2 separate regions of the Mus musculus genome follow, and region 1 is linked to region 2. The links are chromatin contacts, called in public HiChIP or PLAC-seq maps. All regions are on one chromosome and are shown on one strand. Each heading gives the region's core, a stretch centred on a gene start, on an enhancer-like site or on the middle of the called end of the contact. The rest is flanking DNA. Distances are from core to core; before and after follow the strand shown. Region 1 overlaps Dnmt3a (DNA methyltransferase 3A). Region 2 overlaps Dtnb (dystrobrevin, beta).

Region 1 (3,672 bases), core at 722-3,221, 270 kb after region 2:
AGTTCAGGTCACTCTTGTCTTATAGCTTTGGAGGCCAGATTAGGATACATAAAACCTAGTAACGGAGGAGTGGGCTGAGAGTCAGCCAAGGCTGCTCTGCTCAGAGTGAGCGTGAGGACAAACACGAGCCAGTAACCATGCTTAGAGTAAATCTAGCGCCTGCCCTGTCACCTGGATATTGTCTCACTGTAAAGAGAACTTGGAGTAGTCTTTACTGGATAGTCTCTGGCCAACAGGTTAAGTGCTTGAAGCCCCTGACCTCCTCTGTCCCCAGGACCTGAGGTAACTTGGAGTCATGTTCCTGTCCTCCAGAGCCACTCTGGAAGGCACAGGCACCTAGCCCAGGGACCCTGAGTCTGAGCCAGGAGCATATGGGAGTAAGAGCTCTGGTGTTCAGAGACAGACAGTTTGTGGTCTGCTGGCCAGACTGGAGAGGGGAAGAGTGTTTGCGTGAGCGCGTGCGTGCATGTGACTGACAGTGAGAAAGCTCATGTAGGTATGCGCAGTCTTTCAGGGAAAAAATTCCAGAAAGAAGCCAGTTGGAAACTTTTTCAAGAAGTCTCCATTTGGAAGACTCCGGGCCTGGATGACTGGCAAAGGACACAAGGGATAATGGTGGCAGTGCAGGTCAGTCAGAAGCCCTGAAATCCACTCACGGCCTCTGTTGCCTGTTGTGAAATATTTAGCAAACTCAACCATGTCTTCTTTTCAGGTAAAATTTTCTTGTAGTCTAATGAATAAATCAGGCCAAACAGTGGTGGCCCACACCTTTAATCCCAGCACTCAGGAGGCAGAGGCAGGTGGACTGCTGAAGTCAAGGCCAGCCTGGTCTACAAACTGAGTTCCAGGACAGCCAGGGCTACACAGAGAAACCCTGTCTCGAAAAAAACAAAAAATAAAAATAAAAAATAATGAATAAATCAGTCCTGGTAAACGTAGTTAAAAAACACTGGGGTAGGAAGGAGTGATATTCAGGAAACTCCTAGGTCCCGTACATAGTCTAATAGCCTGGGCCAGCTTGGATTCCTCACTCACTACCCTCCTCTGGCTGCTGCATGGTTGCTGCAGCAGCTGTTGCAGCCTCAGCAGGAGCCGCGATCCAGGGCAGGCACCCCCTTCTGGCAGCCTAGGTCATGGGCTGAGCACCGAGGTCCGAGGGAGGGGCTTGCCCTAGAGGTGGGAGGCCCAGAGCAGGCCTGAGGGGGAACCCCGTGGAAAGTGGGGAGCAGACTTGTGGGTGAGAGGACATGGAGGAAACGGGGAGGAAGAGACGTGGTGGATGAGATATGCCTTAAAAGGCCAACCACGTACCCTGTACTGGGAGGGCGTACACCCCCCACCCACACAAGGGTTACAGCCACCACGCTCCTCCCACACACCACCTCCACGAGGCCCAGCGACACGCCTGCCTACCACGGGGTTCACAGCCCACGGGGTAACCAGCAGGGGCTCTGCCCTCCCCTTCTTTCTCCCTCCCTCCCTCCCTTCCTCCCTTCAGCCCCTCTAGATGGAGCCCGGCACACGTGGCGATACAGAGCGTTCTGGGCAGGTGCAGAGAGAAACCTCAGGTCTGTCTGTTGACAGTAGGGGAAAGATCCAAGCTAAAGATTCAGAGCCATAAATGCTGTGGGTGGTTTCCACTTCTGAGCTAGGAGATGTACCAGGGGCTGTTTTTTTTCTGTTTGGGGCTCTTTGTTTTCGTACCCACCCACCTCCAACCCCCCACCCCATGCACACCAAGCTACATGAGCCAACCTTAGCGACCTTCCTGCTCTGGGCCCAAGCCCTGTATTTTCTCAGTCTCAAAGAAAAGAATTGAGGCACCTAGGTGAAGAAAGGCGGCCGAATTTTCCCTACTTAATAGGAAAAGCCATACAGCCAGCTGCCTGCCGCGGAGCTGCCGGGAGAGGAGCCAGAGAAGCGTGCAGAAATGGCAGGAAGATGTCACTGCCCTCGTGTCCGGCCTATGCGGGCACAAAGAGTCCTTCCTAAAGATGGCGCTGTGGAGACCGCTGCTCCCAGCCCAGATGTCCCTCCCAGGAACTGGGATCAGTGCCCAGTCCCGGAACTTTGAGAAAAGCCAAAGAAACAGAGAAACGTGTGCATCAGGGAGTTCCTTAGGGAAGGGAAGCATGCTGACAACGTACCTACTGTGCGCCAAGCCCTGTTCATGCACTCATTGCTCACACCAGTCCTTAGAACATGTCACTTTGGATCAGTGAGGACACAGCAGAGGTTGGGGGGGGGGGGTCATGGTGAAGAGGGGATCCAGACTTAGCTGGGTGGCACATACCTTTAATCCCAGCACCTGAGAGAGGCAGATCTCAGTGAGTTTGAGACCAGCCTAGGCTACAGAGCAAATTCCTAGACAGCCAGGGCTACATGGAACAACCCTGTCCCCATCCCCCACCCCCAAAAATCCTTATCTTAACCTGAGAAAGAGCCAGGAATGGAGGGCAGTTTCCATGTTGGTAGCAGGGCCATACCATTTAGAACTGTTTGTAATTGGAGCTGTTTCCTGGGGTCTATTCCCACTGGCCCATTGTCTGTGCCCCAACACCTTTTCCTACCCCATGAGAAAGGAGTAACAGCCTGGTTCCTTCAGCCCAACCCCTGCTCTGCCCCTCCACCCTCCTGCCCCTGCTCTGCCCCTCCTCCCTCCTGCCCCTCGCTCTGAGTGAGGGCTGGGGTCAAGCAGCAGGTGATGGCTACTTCAGAGCCCCTTTTGTGTACTTGAGACCAGGGTCCAAAGGCCAGAAGCCATGCCCCTGAGTTCTGTCTTCTTCCTGTGTTCTTGGGCCCGGAACCTGGACCAGGGTCTCTTTGCTCCAGGCCTTGCCTGGCACACGGGTATGGTCTGTGTGGACGGCACATGAACAAGCAAACACTAGGAGGACCCTGATCCCATGGAGGCCCCCAGGCTCCTCTGAGCCACCCCCGTGACTCCGTCAACAGTCCTCTTGTTCTTCCCTTTCCACAGGCAAAGAACAGAAGCAGACCAACATCGAATCCATGAAAATGGAGGCAAGTGTTTTCCTCACCCACAGGGGCCCTGTGGGTCCTGATTCTAGAAGAAAACCACCTCTCTGATGGACTGTGGCGAGTGTGTGTGAGGGGCCCGAGGGTGGGTCCTGCCCCATCTTTGGTTGTTCCTTGTGAGAGGGAGAGGAAGTGGGGGTGGAGGTTGGAAGTCCCCTAGTGAGGCAGCCAGCTCATCCCCCTCCAGAGGTCAAGCACTTCCCCTCTCTGCCTTGTTCATGAGTCCCTGCCAACTCCTAATCCCTCCTCAGAGGGTCAGCCCCTCTGGCCAGGAACCAGAATTTCTATACTCTGGGATGAGTGACCCCTCTCAGTTTCCCCTCCAGGAGGAATGAACCCTGCAGAGTACCTGTGCCCACCTTAATACCTGCCTGTCTCTCTGTCCTAGGGCTCCCGGGGCCGACTGCGAGGTGGCTTGGGCTGGGAGTCCAGCCTCCGTCAGCGACCCATGCCAAGACTCACCTTCCAGGCAGGGGACCCCTACTACATCAGCAAACGGAAACGGGATGAGTGGCTGGCACGTTGGAAAAGGGAGGTGAGACGCCTTTTATCCTTGATGCCAAGTGTGGAACTGGCAAACCAAAAGCCAGTTCCAGCCGCCCTCTGGGACTTTTGTTGGGCTGTAGCTGAGAC
Region 2 (3,706 bases), core at 20-2,519:
CATCTTGCCTGTGTCTCCCAAGGGGTGGGATTATAATTGTGCATGGTCACACCTGGCTGTTGAGCGGACATTTACATTTTTTGTTCTTATATTTATTCACCCGATGTGTTTGTACTATGGTGAGTGTGTGCAGGTCAGAGGATGTCTAAAGGAGCTGATTCTCCCATTATGTGGGGATCAAACTTAGTTGGTCAGGCCTTTACTTGCTGAGTCATCTCAACAGTCCTAGACTGCTTATTACAAAATAGCATCAACATCATTTAATTCATAAGTTTGCTAATAAGTGAAATAATATCAACTGCATAAATAACCACCATGTGTTTGATTATAAGTAGACTTAAGACGGCTGTCAGCAGGAATGACTTCCTTCTACCTGAAGGCTTTCCATTGCATGTGTCATAGTTTTATGTATTTTCATTGTTTTTCTTTAAAAGTTTTTCTTCATTTTTTTTTCAATTATGGGATATTTATTGCTTAAGTTTTGTATGTGAAGAAAAAAATATTTTTCAGCCATTCAAAAAGATTTTTATTTTGAAGATGACATACAAAACAGGATATATTAACCAGCAATACTTCTTGAAAGTGTAGTAAATACTTTTCTATATATCCTCTAATCAATATCTACTGTATTACTTTAGCTCTTGTGTATACATTTTGTTTAAAGTCTTAGTGATGGATAGTAAAATTTCTATAATCAACCATTTAAGCTAAAATGCCAATAAACAAAATAGATAATATCTTTTATTTTTGATTGACAAGTTGTAATTTTAATGTTTGTGTTTTCAATGTTATAATTTTTGATGCATTTCTAAGTTGTCTGATGATCATATCAAGATAGCTGAAAATACATCATTTCTTTGAAGAACATTTGGTATTTTTTTGTCTATTTTGAAATACATACAGCATATTATTATTAAACATATTTACCTTGCTCTGCAAAAGAAAATAAGGACTTCTTTTTTTTTTAAATTAGGTATTTTCTTCATTTACATTTCAAATGCTATCCCAAAAGTCCCCCATTCCCTCCCCTCCTTCTTCATTCTTAAAGATTATTTCACTTGGCATACAGTTGCTGATAGATAATGGTCTTCTTCTATGTTTTAAGAATGTTACTTCTTTTTGATGATTGTTTTTTGAATCAGGGTCGCACTAGGTAGCTCTGGTTCTCCTGAGACTTACTAAGTAGACCAGGCTAGCTTCGCCTCAAGGTAGATCCACCTGCTTTTATCCCAGAGTGCTGGGATTCCAGGTGCGCATCACCACGCCCAGCTCAGGAATGCTACTTCTGTTCTTGTGGCTTCTGTCAAGGTTAAAGGAGTGTGTCCTCTTGGCATCCTTGATATTAAGCTGTTTCTTGCAACCTCTAAGACATTTATAATTTGTTTTTAAACTAGTGTGACCTAGGCATGTTGTGATTTTCTTTGTATTTGTTCTGTTTAGGTTTTTGAGTAGGTTGATGATGCTTAATTTTCTCCTTTTATTTTCATACTTTTTTACAGTTTTCTCCCCCTCTGTGAAGATGTATGGTGTTCCTTCTTATAGCCTTCATATTGTCTCTTACCATCTTTTGTGAATTTACCATGTTTCCTATTTGGACTTTATTCTGGACTTTTGCTTCCAGTATGTTTTCCGGATACTTACTTTCCATAGACAAGCATTTAACCTACATTTAAGCCTTTAATTAACACTAAAAGTATTAATTGTTTCTTTTTAGTTTAAGAATCTCTGAGTCACATTTAAAAATATTTTTATGTATTTATTTTGATTTTCGTGACAAGGTTTCTCTGTGTAGCCTTGGCTGTCTTGGAACTCAGTCTGTAGACCAGTCTGGCCTCGAATTCACAGAGATCTGACAGTCTCTGCCTCCTTGGAGTTAAACACATACACAACCAACTGCCAAGCAAGAGTCACATTTTTGAAAGTTAAAAAAAAAATCCAATTCTCTGCCAAATATTTTATCACTGTTTCTTATTCCTTGAATAGGATAAGCTTCTTTTTTTGTTGTTTTTTGTTTGTTTTTTTGTTTTGTTTTGTTTTTTTGAGACAGGGTTTCTCTTTATAGCTCTGGCTGTCCTGGAGCTCACTTTGTAGACCAGGCTGACCTCGAACTCAGAAATCCTCCTGCCTTTGCCTCCCGAGTGCTGGGATTAAAGGCGTGCGCCACCAACCGCCCAGCTAAGCTTCATTCTTTCACCTCAGCCTGGCTAATACCTTGATTTTATTTGGTGGTTTTTGTATTACTTGTCATTTCTATTTTTTACTTGTAGTATCTTCCTATCTGAGTTATTTTTACTTATTATCTGCCAAATGTTACATGGTACCATTAATATTTTAATTGTTACTATTTGACAGTTGAGATCTTGGGGACTTTTTCTCTAGGTGGGGATACCTGTGTGCTTATGCCAGGTGCCTAGAGACCCTGGCGATCCAGGATGACCTCCATCCCAGTTCTGATTCTGTCCTTGTCTGAGGTCCTGACATCCTTTGCATACCACCAGGTATGCTTCAGGGGTTTCCATGCAAAGTAACATGGGTCCTCCCTCAGAAACCCCAGTCCCTTGCAAGGACAGGGTGATTGCAGGTACTGTGGAGTACACAGGCTTACTACCTGAGCCTCCAGTGGCTCCTGTGTCGGTAACTCATTTACTCTTGTTGGTAAGCAGGTGTTTTCCAGATCACCTTTTCTTTCTTTTTTTTTTTTTTCCATTTTTTATTAGGTATTTAGCTCATTTACATTTCCAATGCTATACCAAAAGTCCCCCATACCCACCCACCCCCACTCCCCTACCCACTCACTCCCCCTTTTTGGCCCTGGCGTTCCCCTGTACTGGGGCATACAAAGTTTGCGTGTCCAATGGGCCTCTTTTTCCAGTGATGGCCGACTAGGCCATCTTTTGATACATCAGATCACCTTTTCTTACCCTCCCCTCTCTCTTCTCTCTTCCTTTGCTTCATAGAAGTGTTGTTTAGAATCAGTTTGTCATTTCTTGAAGCCCATTATTTCTTCAAATGTTGTCTCATATTTTTCTCTTTTTTCTGACTATTGGCATAATGACTTCTATCTTTTTTTCTTTAATGTTTCTCACTCGGTGGTTTAGTTTCTTTAAATTTACCTCATTTTAGGAAGAGCCCAACAATCGTGATCCCATGACACCTTGGGAGCTAGCTACAGCTTTGCCTGGCCAGCACAGAGAGACGGGGGGGGGGGGGGGGGGCACTCCGTTGTGCTGAACTATCTTAAGAAAGAATTGAAATTCAAAGTCAGATTTCTCTAGAACACATGTCAATTTCTTACCCATCAAGTAAAAAAAAAAAAAATCATTAAATCAAACAAGTCGGAGGACCATCTGTATCTAATTTATGATGGAGTTATATGAAAATTTTTTGTGTAGTTTGAAAACCACACTAGCAATCATTTTAAAGTTGTATTTTTGAAGTTTATTTGGATACATTTAAAAGATTTCATAGTTCCCTCTTACAGTGAATATTTAAAACAGAACTGTATAAAACTGTGCTTAGCATTCATGAGGCTCTGGGTGTAATACACTGTGTTGTCTTCCCTCCCCCAGTGCAAAGTAGTGACTGATTACTCTATTTTACATAAAAACAAATGTGTTCCTTAAAATTGGAGCTTCTAAACCAGGAGTGTAGAATGGACATTGCTGGAAACATAGTATCAGGTTTCAGTGTTCCTCATTAGTGATTG

What was found. HiChIP or PLAC-seq counts read pairs in DNA pulled down with a chosen protein or histone mark.
Region 1: an H3K27ac HiChIP or PLAC-seq map of embryonic stem cells shows a contact between it and region 2, with 5 read pairs. The contact joins two enhancer-like sites. A contact is called at or near these places in 1 of 115 datasets of contacts at active chromatin or transcription factors (embryonic stem cells) and 2 of 9 other capture datasets (embryonic stem cells and liver).

The regions. Positions count from the first base shown.
Region 1 is chr12:3,869,855-3,873,526 of GRCm38.p6, forward strand. It overlaps Dnmt3a (DNA methyltransferase 3A), which reads left to right. Exons shown (of 23, transcript NM_007872.4): 5 at 2,981-3,024; 6 at 3,428-3,574. Among named protein-coding and RNA genes, the nearest start is that of Dnmt3aos, 9.4 kb to the left of the region's middle. Within about 2 kb of position 1,972, at least 157 of the 459 cell types and tissues checked have an H3K27ac peak or open chromatin away from gene starts, as enhancers often do. A contact at or near this core is called in embryonic stem cells, where this site is marked.
Region 2 is chr12:3,601,737-3,605,442 of GRCm38.p6, forward strand. The region is part of intron 4 of Dtnb (dystrobrevin, beta); the gene reads left to right. Among named protein-coding and RNA genes, the nearest start is that of Dtnb, 31 kb to the left of the region's middle. Within about 2 kb of position 1,270, at least 7 of the 459 cell types and tissues checked have an H3K27ac peak or open chromatin away from gene starts, as enhancers often do. A contact at or near this core is called in embryonic stem cells, where this site is marked.